Regions from separate parts of the Sus scrofa genome. Here region 2 is linked to region 1. Evidence: chromatin contacts called from public Hi-C data. All regions are on one chromosome and are shown on one strand. The core of a region is the stretch at or near the end of the contact, and the rest is flanking DNA. Distances in the headings are between cores, read along the strand shown.

The links. A called contact is a pair of places that touch in the nucleus more often than the background predicts.
Region 2: a Hi-C map of epiblast stem cells shows a contact between it and region 1, with 1.7 times the contacts expected there. The contact joins the promoter of NKX2-4 here to the enhancer-like site in region 1. A contact is called at or near these places in 4 of 47 Hi-C or Micro-C datasets (brain, embryonic fibroblasts, epiblast stem cells and 1 more).

The regions. Positions count from the first base shown.
Region 1 is chr17:28,951,503-28,959,022 of Sscrofa11.1, forward strand. No RefSeq gene overlaps it. Among named protein-coding and RNA genes, the nearest start is that of KIZ, 20 kb to the right of the region's middle. Within about 2 kb of position 2,594, at least 5 of the 83 cell types and tissues checked have an H3K27ac peak or open chromatin away from gene starts, as enhancers often do. A contact at or near this core is called in epiblast stem cells, where this site is marked.
Region 2 is chr17:29,198,651-29,206,170 of Sscrofa11.1, forward strand. NKX2-4 (homeobox protein Nkx-2.4) reads right to left here and starts at 2,648. Exons shown (of 2, transcript XM_021078193.1): 1 at 1,920-2,648; 2 at 1-1,584. The coding sequence starts at 2,373. The coding sequence ends at 968.

The DNA.
Region 1 (7,520 bases), core at 1,344-3,843:
GTGAAGTCAGTGCAGAACAATTCCTGGATAAACACAGACCTGGAGTAAATTGAGCTGCAATGCACAGGTTGCAAATATTAGAGCCGTCTGGGTCTCATTCAAGATCAGATGGTTCCTTTCTAGACTATCAGAAACAGGGCTCTGCTAGGGGTGGAAGAAAGATAAAGGAGCCTAATCACAGCCATGAAACCTTTGGTGAAGAGAAAGAGATGGCGAAAGAAGAGTGTCAATTCAGCTGTTTCCACAACGAGATGGCATAATTCTACAAGTGCTTGGGTTTTTGTTTGGTTTTTTTTTTTTTTTTTTTTTTTTGTATCTAAAATCCGGGCCAACTCAATGTTGTAGCTGACGTACTTGTGCTCTATGGGAAGCTGCTATGAGGATGGGGTCGTGTTGGCCCAGGATGAAGGTAGGAAGGACAGAGTGTGGTCAGGAGGAAAGATGGAGAGAAGTCAGGTAAGGCCCCATGTCCAGTCAAAACAACTCTCTCCTTCTGTCTAAGAACTCAACTTGTTTCTTAGGTATTTATTTGTGCAATGAGTAATAAATTTAGACAGAGATAACACTGAAAGGTACAAGAAGCAATACAAAGAAAACTTGGTCTCCCTCCCACCCACCTACCTGGTTCCCCTTCAGGTGGGAACCACCGTGACTCTCCCTCATCTTGTAGATATTTCCATGCACAAGTCCAATCGCTGTTTCAATCCATGATAGTAAAGAAAAGCAGCCTCCACCCTGTCCAGTTCCTCCCCAACACCAACGTTCCCCTCCACTCAGTCCCCAACCAGAATGTCTGTCCATCTCAGAGTGTTTAATAGACAGAATAGACAACCCTGATGACCCAGGCGTTGTTTTGTTTTTGTTTATTATTTTTAAGGGGCTGGGTTATTGCTTAATGATAATGACTTATTTTGCGCATTGTCCTCTGCTGATGTTTAAAAGATAAGAAGACATTTGTCTGTGCTGATGCCTGAGGCCCTCAGAGAATGCAGGGACACCCTGCCAAAACGTTTCCAATGAATAGTCATCGGGCTGCCAGATAATTCAGAAACTATTTGTATGAGCTGTTTATCAAATTATTAACCGCACAGATGTTGTTTGGCTGAAGAGCAGCTGAATCCCCTCTCTGGCAGCCGCGGAGACAAAGGTCTCCGGGAATAATTGGAGATGTGCATGGAATATTAAATTAATTTACTGCTCTTAATTCTTATGCAAATTCTGACCTCCGATGGCGCCTATCAATTACCCCGCGCGCAGTGAAAGCGAAGGCGACAGTTTCTTTTCTCCTCTTTCCTTTTTTTTTTTTTTTTTTTTTAGAACTCGAAAAAGGAAATATTTGCAATAAGCCGGCAGTAGGAGCAGCGTGTAACTGGAATTATTTAATTGAATCTCCAAGTTTTCAGGGTAGCCCGTCGAGGATAAAACCCCAGGACTCCAGGGAAAGGGCGGGAGGGGTGCGGAGGGCGCAGGAATTTGTTGGTTTGACTGCACACCTGCGGGCAGCGGGAAATACGGCCATAAGCAGAGACTGGCGGTGGCAGATGAAACACTGGCCTGCAGGTGGACGCGGGCCTTCGCGATTCTGTGCGCTCAGGTCCGCGCGTGATTCGCTATGAGTCCCGCGCACTTCGCAAACCCAGGTCAACCTTGGAAGCGCCTTCGCGATGCTTTCCTGGACAGCTGCCTACAAGGTCTCCATCGGAGCTCTGGCTTCCTTTTACTTTTCTTCCATGGGTTTTAACCCTTTTTACAACCCCCAACCAAAAAAGCAAAAAGTAAACAAAAAGCCGACTTATTATTTGTTGGAAAAAACAAGCACGCCCATGTCCAACTCCTACTGAAATCCCGGGTGGGCCGAAATGCATTTAATTGTCTCCTGCGTGGACAAGTGACACCCACTCCTCTCTGAATTGAGCAAATGCCGGCGCTTTGTCTGCGCTGGTGATTTCAGCTCTGTGCGGCTTCCGCGCCCCGGTGGTGGGTTGTAAAACTGGGGTCTCAGAGTCTTTCATCATCTTTCTAATAAGGAAACCAAATCGGGCGCATAATGTCATCAGCCTTGGCTAGACCTCGCCGGGACCTCAGCAGCCCGACAAGTCGCCAGAGGCCCCCGGCGTAGTCACGACGCGCCGCCTTTCAGCTCCTCTCGGCCCCCACAAAAGCCAGACAACAATATCAATTAATCATGCAGCCGGCAAACAAGGAGATTTATCCCGCGACAAACAGCCCCACCGAGAGCCGCTGAATGGGCGTGATTAGCATGTGAAAAGGCGAGCAAAACTCCGCGGTTCAACAGCTAAAGAGCAATTTGATGGGGCTGGGACGGGGAAATTACTTGATTAGCGCCCGTCGGAGGAGAGCACGGTTACAGCCCCTCGGCCCGGAATCCGGAGGGGAACAAAACGCGCCGGTAAACGCTGCAACGTGGAGGGACAGCGCGCGAGGGAGGGGAGCGCTGGGGCCCGCGCTGCGGCCGTGAACCCGGGTGGAGCGGGAAGGATGAGGACGGGGTCACCTGCCAGCCACAGCCAACCCCGGAGGCCGGAGCCAGCGGGAGCTGCGACTACTGATTCTCACCGCCCTCACCCAGGGCTCCCTGGCCGGAACAGGGCGGACTCAGACATCCCCATCCCGTGCTGAAGGCGGATCTTTGACGCACTGCCCCTGCTCTGAGCCGAAATAAGTGCTGGCAGAGGGAAAGGCCCACCCACGGCGTCCCTGGAGTCCTCTGTGGGGGCCCAGGGGCAAAGGCCGCCCGGCAGCAGCCTCCGCCAGCTCTGGGGCTCCCGCCCAAGTCAGAGTCGCTAAGACGGCGGTGCGGCCGTTGCACCCGTAGCTCTGCTGTTCGGTTCCCGCGGGCAGAGAAGATTGGAGCCAGTCAAGATGTGTTTTCTGGCTCTTTCGAATTTAATAACCTTGTTCCTGCCTGCTTGAAAGGCTGTCGCGTTTGGGCGTGATTTTTGATGAGAGAAAGTTCTTTGGCTGCGTCCCCTCGGGGAGGAGGTTGGGGGGCTGGGGCCGAGTGCATTGCGCGTGGAGTGAGGACGCGAGAACCTTGGGGAAGAGACCTGGATGGAGCAAGGCCCCGGGCTCTCCCTGGTCTCCGGTGGGCACACCGGGGCTGCCCTGGATCCGCATATGAGGGGCCAGAACTGGCGGCGTAGGAAGCCGCGCATCGCGGCCTCCTCCCAGGTCCGGGGGGCAGGTCCGGAGACCTGCGGCCCGAGATGGCCCGGGGTTTGGCTTGGGTACACTTGGGCCTTTGAGGCGGCGCTTTCACTTTCTGGGTAGATGGGTGACCTGGTGAAATGCTAAGAAGCGGAGCGGCTTAGGGTTTGTAGGACAAGGCCCAGTGCGGTGGGCTGGCACACTCAGTCCCCCATCATCCAGCTTAGGTTGCCCACGCTTTTGGTTTTCACTCCCTTGGCGCCTGAAGCCTTCCCTCTGGAGGCAGGCCCACAACCCCCGGCTCCCTAGCTCCTCCCAGCGCCTGGGAAGGGAAAGGCTACCCCCATCCCCTGCCCCCAGCCCCCCGTCCCCCCAAAGCCCAGGCTAACTTCCTCCTGGTCTTCAGGACGCACTAAAAGGGTCCTTCTATCTCACGCCCCGAATCGGGGTGCACAGGTGTCTCCGGATGCGGCCTTCAATTTACCTGGAGTAGAGAGAGTCTAATTCGGCTTTGGTGAAGCACATTAACACAAATGGAATAAAGACTTCGATAGCTTCGCCATGGCCCAGGCCGTCTTACGTTCACCCTGCCCCTTGGTACAAAGGAACCAGGAACCAGGGAGTCAGATTTTGTTTTCTATGAAGGGTGGCTGGTGAGTCGCCCCCATCAAGCTGAACAATTGTCACCCGGTTGAACAGGGTGTCAGTTAAATCGCAGCTGTGACCAACTTCAAAAAGATTAATTCTTTCTGAAATACCTGCGGTGGAGGTGCAGCGAACTCGAGCTCGCCCCCCTCCTCCCTGTCCCCTCTCCCTCTGGACTCCTCGCGGAAGCCACAGCGAGATTCTTTCTCCTTTCTGTCCCCAGTCGGACCCCTGAGCCACGGCTCCTGGCTGAGGTCAGAGAGGGGCGCTGCGGCCCGCAGGCCTGGCGGGCGCACGGGGTTGCGGAGCTCGGCGGCAGTGGCAGCTCTAGCTTGGGAAGCCAAGACCGCGAACTGGAGGGCGCACACCCGGCCACGGAGCCCCACACCCCCGGCGGTCTCCACGCAAGGCACGTAAATGTCTTGCGCACCCACTCATCTTTCTCCGCTAGACACTAACGCTCCGCGAGTCCCGAAGCGCTTTCTCTGGGCGGCCAGGGCTGTATATTTTCACTCCAAAGCCAAGAGGTTGAACCACCTCTAAGTTGGCGGGCGAAGGGGGCGGTCGCAGGGAACCCGGCGGCCGAATGCCTTTGCCTGCGGGGTGGCAGAGCTGTTCCCACCAATAGCGATGGCTCAGGGCTGGCTTTGTAGTTGTTTTTATGAGTTCTGCCCGCTGCCCATCATGTTGCCCTGAAAAGCAAAAGAGGCCGCTGCAATTTATTCCAATGGGCGGTTTTTAAGAAGCTGGCAATTTGAACCGGCTGGGTGTTATTTAGTGCAATATGAAATCAAATGATCCTATTTCTCAAATAACAGTGTCTGTGAGGAGAAGTGAATCCTCTGAAAGGGTAATTGTCTGCTGATAGTGTTTCCCATTATACCCGATCTTGGCCTAAATGGTGTTCGGCAGCGGGGCTGAGAGCGTGGGGTGAAATCGATGCGCCAACTCGCCCTCGGGAGGCAGCGGCAGGGCGGCCCCGCTCGCTTCGCTAGCATCCTGGCACGTTAGACCAACAATGCCACCCGATGAGCCACCGATTTCGACGTCATTTTGCAGGTGTCCGACATCATTAGACACGAGCGATCTTGTGGTGGAAAGAATTAAACTCGCAACTTTGGGGATCGTTAGAAATCTGATAGTGCTATCGCCCTCACAGTGTCCTGGCGTCCTTTAGTCAGACAACCTGGGACATAAAACCTAGCTTGGCTCCCCTCCTCTCCCCTTGTTAATATTGAGAATGCTGAGTCCTTCCTTCCAAGGACACACCTATGTCTAGGATCTTCCCTGTCCGCTTTCCAGAACTCAAATTTAATTCCTGCCGAAGATACTGTGTCCAGGAGGCACCTGTAATTAACAGGGTGTGTGGCACCTTTTGAAGGAAAAAGTTGGCCTTGAGCTTTTAAATTGTCCTCCGTGGGCCCAGCTACAGCTTTTTGGTGGCAACCAGATATGGAGGTTCAACTTGTGTCTGAGAGCCGCGCGGAGCAAATTTAAGGAATGGTTTTATGCCCAGGGACAAAGCGCAGTGGGCGACCTCTGTGTCTGGCCAAGGGGCATTTGGGTGGCCTGGCTGGAGCGCCACCTCGAACGCTGGTAATTCCTGGGGCCACCTCTCCGTGGAATTATTCCCTGCAGTGGCAGCAGCCTTGTCCACAAACCCTTTTTACTTATTATGCAGTGAGGTGAGCGGCCTCTATAGAGCCTGTGGGCCAGGACAGAGGGAGTTCCTTCCCACCAATCCCACCAGAGAGAAAGGTGCCCCCACTGCCACACTCGGGTCAAGGATGAGATAGAGCCTCTGGGCAACTGCTCCACCCCACCCCACCCTTCAAACTTTTTTCCTAAATAGAATTTTTTGTATTCCGAATACCCTGGAATTGTATCCTGTGCTCAGACTGAACCTAATAGAACCAACTTGTGGCTTGTTTGTGCTTTAGCTAGGCAGTTTTATTTTATTTTATCTTTTTTATATTCTCTTGGGGGTGTCTTGAGACCACCCCCAGCCCCCATTGTGACCTTTGTTTACAAATCCCTTTGGTGGTTCACGATTTTCCCCCTTTCTTGGTGCTACTTCCAAGTATCTAGAGAAGATCAGGAAGGCTTTAATTCCCGCCTGCCGGAGGAAGCGTCCATTCCTTTCTCGGCGGCAGGTTCTGCCACCGCACTTGGAGCCCAAGGCACCGGACAGCAGTCGGCCGCTCCTGGAGCACTCTCCGGCCTCTCTGGCTGAAGGAAAGCGGGTAGCTTGGGTTCAGCCCGCGGCGTCCCCTCCAGGATTCGTCGCCCGGCCGAAAAAACTGCCAGCATCGCCGGGCCCTGGGCATGGCCTGGACGCCCGGCCCTCTGGAGCCTGGGTGAGAGCCTCTCGGCATCTGAACCGCCCAGGAATTCAGTTTCCTAGGGCGTTCTAGAGACATCTCGCCTCTCGAGAGTCCCCCCCCAGCTAAACGTTGAGACTTAACGACGCGATCGCGAAGTGAGAGGTCACACTCCCTCTGCCCCCGAGTGGCCTCTCAGGGTTCCCCTCCCACACTGCGGTCCCGGGCCGCCCCGGCGCTCTGCCCTGCAGCAGAAGCAGCCGCCTGCCTCTCTCGAGGCAGAACGGCGCCGTGGTGGCGGAGACAGCGTGAGGACGGCGGACCCCTTTACCCGCACAGGCCAATGCTGGGGGATCGCCTCCAAACCTGCTCTCCCACTTCTTCGGGTGGAGAGGGTGGCCATGCCCGAGTCTGCCCACCAGCCTTTAAGAAAGGAGTTCCCCTAGTAACCTCGAAAGAGCTTAGATCACGTTCCTGTGCCTCCTCCCCAGTAAAGGAAGACGGGAAGCCAGGAGATGCGCAACGTTTTTGTTAACCTCTCTCTGCCTTCCGGGACTTCAGGCTCCTGTATGTCTTATAGGACCTCTCTCCTCCCGGACGTTCCTGGACCTAGACTAGCGCGGACGCCGCCCCGCAAGGGACAAGACTGAGGACCAAGGCTGGAGGGGAGAAATGCGGCCACCACCTCCCCCCTGCAGAAAAACCATCCTGCGCACGGGGTGGGGGCGGGAGGATACCCCAATGGGGCCAGGCCCCGCACCCCCTCTTCCCTGGGATCCTAGGGACTTCCTTAGCCCCTGTGGCCAAGATGCGAGGAGTTAAGAAAGAGACCTCCCCTTGCCTGGGGCCATCTCGCGGCCCCTCCGCGCCTTTGCTGGAGAAGAGCCCGCCGCTCGCCCTTCTCCTCGGCTCAAACCCGGGTGGCCTGGAGCGCGCACTCCCCTCCCCTCCGCAAGCCACCCTTTCCCCCAACCCCGCCCCGCCGCGTTCCCCTCCCGAGACCCACTGACCTTGGAAGGCGCGGACCCACAGCTCTCGGAGCTTTGCAGAGCGCTGCGCAGAGGGTGAGCGCGGCTTTGCGCGTAGCGGCGAACCGCTCGCTCCGCGGCGTCCGCCCAGGCTCCCCTCCCCCACGCCTTATAATTTAATCATACGCGGTATTAAATTATCAAGCCGCTCATTAATCATTGTGCAAGTTATTGGAACTCAACACGCCGTCGCGTGTTTTGACAGCCCAGACCCGTTCGTGGTGTCGAGGTGTGTCTGGGTTTAGGGGACGAAGGACGAGTGTCGAACCACTGGAGAAATCCTGCGAGTCCCATGCGGGGGACTGGGCCTCTTGCCTGGAAAAAGATTTGGAAAAGCGCAGGTGGGCTTCCGAGTTTG
Region 2 (7,520 bases), core at 1,398-3,897, 250 kb after region 1:
GAAAACACCAACAAAATTGGTGTGTAACCCCTACTAAGTTCTACATGTGATGAGCAAATTATAAATACTTTACTCATTCTTTACATACTGATTACAATTCAATAAATCAGCTTATCCTTTCTTCTTGACATGCTCTGAAATACAGATTTTTTTAATTGCTTTTTTAGAAATTTGCTTGCTGGTTCTAGTACATCATCAAGGTATTCAAATTCAGACAAGGAAATACCTTACAAAGAATAAATAACGTTTGTCTACTCCAGATAGGGTTATATATTTTATCCGTTGATTCTGGGAGACCAGTTTCCATATAAAAAGTAGTTTACAACCCTTCTTTCTTTTAATGAGCTGCCTCTTACGGGGAGAAATCCTTTTTTAGGGTAATATACAAACACTCATTTGCCAAATAATGACCAAAACATTTCAAAATCAGCATTAAATTTAAAAAGCTATATCAATCCGTATAAGCAGTATTTTGATTATTTTTATTCCATTTCTCTCAATGGCAATAATTCCTCTGCAATAATGTTGCTATGTGCATGATCCACCTTGAGCTACAATTCAATTTACTTTCAATCAAACATTAATGAAATTGCACTTAAGGGGGGCGGGGGCTTCGAAAATTAATCTCCCAAGATAAGTTCCACTTCAAGAATTCATTGTTAAAGCTGGGTTGATCTGCAGAGCTACAAACACCAACGAAGTTTCTTCCAACGTTTAAAACTCCGAGAGCTTTGGTTAGGGACGTGGTGGATGTGGACTCAGCCGGCTTTTCACACAATTTAGGAACTTCTAGAAGGAGGAAATCACCACCTCAAAGCCTCCGGGCGTGAAACTCATTATTCAATCCCGGGGTGGTCGCCGTCCCACCTCCGGCAGAGAGGCTGGAGCCTGCCCCTCTCCAGGGAGCGTCCGTACTCGGCCGCCGTGCGGAGTCCGCCCCGGCGCGCCTCCCCGCCGGCACGCGCGGTCACCACGTCCTGCCGTAGAGCAGGTTGGCGCCCAGCGTGCCGCCGCCGAAGTCCCCCGCGGTCGCGTCCAGGGCTGCCAGGCCGCCCCCCGGGCCATGCAGCGCGGGCGGGCTCGGAGACAGCTCCTCCAGCTCGGGCGCGGGCGTCGGCGCGGGCGGCTGCGGGCCGGCTTGGCCGGGCGTCGGCGGGCCGGCCCCGTTCTGGCAGGGCTTGCCGTCCTTGACCAGCACCGGCACGGCCACGCGGCGCGGGGACGGTGGCGGCGGCGGGCCCAGGCCGGCCTCCTGCTGCAGCTGCTGCGCCGCCTTGTCCTTGGCCTGCCGCTTCATCTTGTAGCGGTGATTCTGGAACCAGATCTTGACCTGCGTGGGCGTCAGGTGGATCATGCTGGCCAGGTGCTCGCGCTCGGGCGCCGACAGGTACTTCTGCTGCTTGAAACGCCGCTCCAGCTCGTAGACCTGCGCCTGCGAGAAGAGCACGCGGCGCTTCCTGCGCGGCGCCGCCGCCGCCGCCGCCGCGTGCAAGGGCGCCAGCGACTTGGCGGCATCCGCGATGCCCGTCAGCGACCCCATGCCGGTCACGTTCACGCCCGCCGACGGCCCCATGAACCTGGAGACTGGGGAGGGGCCCAAGGAGAAGCCCGGTCAGCCTCCGCCCAGCTTTTCTTGCGCCCTGGCGGCCGCGACGCCAACCGGACCGCGGCCGGGGTCGCAGGACGCCCGGCGCCCCCCACACTCCCCCAGCTGGGTCCCAGCGCCCCCACCCCACCCCCGCGCGCGTGCAGGGTCCCAGGACGTCCCGCGCGCTCCCGGCGGGATCCCAGCGCGCGCAAAGTTCCAGGGCGCCCCGCGCGCCCGTGGCCAGGTCCCAGCGCCCCCCGCGCCCCGCGCCGTGGCAGGAAAAGCCCGCGCCGTCCGCTGCCCTCCGTCCCGCGCGCCTGGCCCCGCTCACTTGACGAGTAGCGCGGGTCCGGGTTGGCGCCGTACCAGCCGGTGGCCGCGGCAGCCGCGCCTCCCCGCATGCCGTCCGTGTAGGCGGGCAGCTCGCCCATGTTGCCCAGGCCGCCGTTGCAGTAGCCACCCATGGCGCCGTGCGGGAACTGCGAGACGCCTGGCGGCATGTGGTAGGTGGCGGCCGCCGCCGCTGCCGCCGCCGCCGCCGCAGCCGCCGCCGCCGCGTTGTGGCCCGCCATGGCGTGCGGGGGCTGCATGCCCGCCACGGCCGCCGCCTGGGAGGACGGACCCGGCGGCGGCGCGCGGTAGGCGGCGGCCGCGGCCCCCAGGGACGCCCCCAGGCCGGGCGGCGCGCTATCCATGGCGCCGCCGAACTTCTTGTAGGTCTCCTCGATGGGGCTCAGGATGTCGGACACGGAGAAGGGCGTCGTGTGCTTGGGGCTCAACGACATGGCTCGGCGGGCGGCCAGGTAGGGGGGCCCGGGGCGGGCGCGGGCGGGACGCGGCGGCCACTCGTCGCCGCCACCTCGGCCACGGCGGCAGCGCCTGTGACCAGGAGTCGCGGCGCGGCGAGCCCCTAGAGCTGCGGGATCTGGGGTTTATTTTAGTCCGGCGCCAGGTTTACGACAGACTCGGGGGGCGGAGCAATATCCCAAACGAGCAAACAATGGTCATTGACATCTTTTTCTCTCGCCCCCCCCCGCCCCCCCATAGTGGAGGCAGAAAAGGTAAAGGGAGCAGTTGGGTGTTTCTTGAAAAGATCACCCCCACCCCCTTTGCTTTCTCCGACCTTCCCCGCCTCCATCCCAGCGGTTACCCCGGCCCTCGAGCCCCAGAAATAAAACTCCGAGGCCGGCGTTGAGTCTTGACCTGAAGGACTCCGCACCTCTGGCCATCCAGACCCCAGGTTTCCTAAAGTAACTTCGTAGAAGAGTCCAGTATAATTGAGGTGGCGGCGTAGGGGGTGCGGGGGGGGCGGTATGCAGGGCTTGCCGAGTCCTCTCCAGCTACCAGCCTCTCACTCGCTCCATCGTCTACTAAAGTGTTAAAAAAGAAAAGAAAAGGGAAAAAAAAAAAAAGAAAAGAAAAGAAAGAAAAAGGCTCTTGGGTCCCACCGTAAGAGCGCATAAAGAGCTGAGGTACAATGACCGTTCTCTGCCATTGTCGGGCTTCTAATTTATGCATCTTTAGACTCTTAAGCATCATTTTGTGGGCAGCCAAACGGGCCCTTCCAAATTAGCTCAAAGTATCCAAATCCAAAGATGAGAGAAAACACACAGGGATACAGATGCACAGATGCTAACTTGTAAGTATTCTGTTTCTACTCTGTGGGGATGGAGGTTGGATTAGGGAATCAGGGTACATTTTTTCATCTGTTCCAATGTTTCCTGTTCATTTTTTACCTGTGAAGTTCTTTACAGGTTTCTTTATCTTTGTTTTTTTTTCCTGCGCCCCTGCCTCAAGTAAAAGTGTCCAACTTAGGGTTTATTGGCATATCATTACAGTGAAAGGAAAAAAAGAAGAAAAAGAAAATCCAAATATTTCTAGCTAATCAAAATGCATCTTTTTATTGTTCTTTGAAAAACATAAACTACTCAAGGAATATGAAATGGATGCTGAGGTCAGGTGAAAATGGTAATTTCTCTTGAAAAATATGCAACTGTAGATAAAGTGATTTTTTAAAAAAACTTTGTCAGCCTTTGATTTGCAAATGTACCTGCACAGCAAAGAAGAATTTAGACATTGTGAACTTTCCACTGAATACTGAGCACGACAAAGAATAGGACAAAAGAAGTGTGCAAAGCATATTGATTAAATTTTGAAACAGCCCTTCAGTTAAAACAGAAAAACAAAGACGCAGTTTTTAAGTTTTCTTGACCAGGACACCAAAAAGAAAAACAAGGAGAGTGCTTTCTTAAGCAAGATTTTATTGTTTTAAAAAGAACACGGTGTATGAAAACGATTCCAGTTGAACCTAATAGGACATAAAACCCAATGGCACATGTCTTGAAGGGAAGAACAGTTACCTACTCCTTGTTTGGTTTCAGCCCTTTGGTTGGAGTGTCTTCCGTGGTTTTGGTCTTATTGTTTTAAAAATTGTTTTGTTCATTTCAGCAAGTTTTCTAAAGACTCTGGGCACAGGGGATGGGGCAGGGAAGGGACCAATATTCATCTACGGGAAGAAAGTGTCAACCAGGCAAGTGTGGAGAGTACTAGTATTTTAAAATGCTGAAAGAACAAAAGACAAGGTACCATTGATTGTTTGCAGATGTCACTTAGGCTACAAATTTTTAAATTTTGTATTTTATATGCTACAATTTTAACATGATGCTACTCTTACAGGTCTTTCCTGAACTTGAAACACTTGGGCTAGGTCTTCATCTTCACCTGCGCTGGAATTGCCTGCTTAGTTGTTTTGTTTTGTTTTAATAGCAATACACAAGCATTTATATGTGTATTTAGTGGTTGCTGTAATCTTGAAAACTGCAGTTTGGCTTCTAAGTTTTGGTTTAATTCAAATTTTATTGCTTACTTGATTCACATAAATCAAAAATAGTAGAAAGTCTTTCCCTTTAAACTTGTCTCAGAGATAACAGGGTAAGTAAAAGTAGTTGTTATAACATCTATGGATATACAAGTCGCTCGTGAACCATTAAATTTTATTTTTCAAGTTCAAACATGTTTCAGAAATGAAACCTATTAATAATCTTCATGTCGATTAGTTATTCAAACTGCAAAATTGCTCGCAGTTTTTTCCCAGACAATTGTTATTTACTCTGTTTCAGGCTATACATTTCATCTTGTGTAACATTTCTGTAGAACGTCAGGGTAGCAGTTCACATCAAGTGGTCAAGCTACAAGTTGTGCTTACTTTGTTTTTCAAGCACAGTGGGTCTAGCTGCAAGTGCATTTAAGTCTGGCAAGCTCCCACCTTTAAATTAAAAAGCACTTTATCGTATTTGGAGGCTCTCTGCAGACAGTCACTTTTGGCTGCTTGGGAACTTGGTACTCTAATTAATACCCCTTGACTGGAGGTGGACAGTTCTGAACAAAAAAAATCCACAATCTTCAACATTGCTCCCTATCAATTGTTTGCATCTCCTTCCAGAAATTACATTATATTCATGCTGAAAACACTCTTTGGATGTGCGCAGATGATCCTGAAAAATAGATGTAATCTGGAGGATGTGTATGTATATTTAGATACAGACACAAATTAGAATAATCTGATGAACGTTTCATTAAAGCTTTTTACCGAGTTCATCATATTATTGTCTGCCTCCACTATATGTGGAAGTTTATACTCAGTAGATTCTTACATACCAATGACCATGTTGGATTTCACAGGAAATGTGTTTCTGAGGAATGTTTTCCTTATTGGTTTTTTTTCTTTCCTTAAAAGCAATGCTGGCACTCAGGGGAAAAAAAAAAAAAAAAAAAATCAACCCACAAATACTACCGAAGAGAATATAGTGAAAAAAAGATGTCCCTCCCTTTCCCATCCTTCAGCCTCCCAGTTTCCCTCCTTGGAGGCACTGTTACCTGTTTCTTTCTTCTGGGATGGTCTGTACAACCTGGAAGCATACAGCCATTTTATGCACAAGGGGTAACATATTTTATGTGATTCGATCCCTTGCTTTTTTCATAGTTTAGATTTTTGTAATTTTATACACACCACTGAAAACTTCTTAAATGGGCTGTGGCAGATAAAGAAAAATTTCCTAGACAGAAAGATTGAATAGACTCTCTTGGCTTTCTGACAAATGTGTGGTATTTATTGAAAACTTCCGTTGTGTTAGTTAACCATAGGGCCAAATTATTTGGCAAAAACAGTTCTGAAGTAGGAGCCTTCCCCGATGTAGGATTTGCTGTTGTCAGATAAGCTCAGAGAAAAGGGCCTGAGAGAGGTGGGGAACCAGCCAGTTCCTTAAAGGGAAGTGTTGTTTTACCAGGGTGGCAAGTAGATTTTTTATGTGTCCCGAATTTCCTTATAAAGACAAACTGTGTTTGAAAACAAAACTTTCAGCCTGACCCTCAAAGATAAGTGCCTTTTAGAAATGGGACACTTGCTATGTTTGTGATTAGTTTAACAAAGTTGTGCAATAATTTGATTAATAACAAGTCTCATGTTTTTGAAAGTAACATTAAAACATTGTCTTTGCACTTGGGAAGGAGTAAAAAGAAACATATCAGGATCCTAGTATTTTGTAGCAAAATCTGAGATTATAAAAAGAGGAAACAAAACTGCTACAGGGAGATGAAACACAAAGTTTTAAAAATTCTTTTTTAAATGTTTGTCGGGTTCACCAATTTCTGAAATTTGGTTTTCATTTCTTTTTAATCCTCCTAAAGGCTCTTTGTTTTAAATGTTCGATGATTACGAGTCTCTTATAATTTTACACTTGTATTTAGATGACTTTGTTATTTCTCCCCCCCTTCCAATGGGGGACCACAGAGGAGAGGATTTTCATAATACCTGTATACCTCCCCATCTGACTCTCTTATCCCCCAGTTCCCCGCCCCAGTGCACTGGACGGAAATGAAGGTTCATGGCCAGGAGACTGGGACTCTCTCTCCTTGGGAGAAGAGGAGGGGTCTGGAGAGCTTGACCCGCCCCCCGCCCCTTTCAAAATTTCTTCCCAAAATGCAAACTCCTTGCAATTTCACTCCTATTAAAAAATCTTGAGTCACCCTTTCCTGATAATCAGATTTTTAGATTGAAAATAGTTTTCTGACCCATGAATATATTTTGAATAAACAGGATTATTAGTACAATGTGAGAATGAGTGGTGGGTGTGAAAGAAAGACATGATTGTTGTTAGAATCATCCTAATAATGAGATCCAGTTAAAAGATCCCTCAAAAACCAGAAGCCCCCTCTTCTAGGGTCATACTGTACTACTCGTTTTTTACAGTGTCATAGAGAATAAAGTTAGGCTACCGCAGAGGGGTAAAAATATGAAAATTGACCAGGATGGCACAACTCTCTCACCCTAGAATTAGGAGCTTAAGCTAGAAATTTAAAATTTTCTGCTTTAAAGTTTTTAGTGTAATATTAAAATAAATACATGATGTGAGAAAAAGGACAATATTGAAATGTATTTTCTATTGTGAATAACAAGTTTAGTTGTATATCTTGTTTACCTGTGAAGTTTAAACTTTTTAGAATGAAATAACAGTTCCATTGAACAATGCCTTTAGCATTTTTTAACATGTCTTGGAATGTAATTAAATGGCTTTTATAGGAAAAAATCCTTCGAATTTTAAGCAAAATTGCATTTCTGTTATTCCTTGTGAGGAGTTAGTCATTCTAAAAGGTCATACCATATCTCTACACATACCTGACTAAATACATACAGCTTTTTAAAAATTATGTTTCTATAACTTTTTTTTCTCACATGCACTCAGTTCTTCTAAATATAAAGTTCATAGAATGTAAAGTCTCTTTCTCTCCTACAAGTCCCATTAAAGCTGTATCACCTTAGGTTTACAAATTAATTTGTAATTGTCAAGGAAGGTATCAGTCTTTTCACCTGAGTCAGGTAATTGAGTAATTTTTTATCACTTGCTTGAAGGAGAATCTTAAATTTTAGGCATGT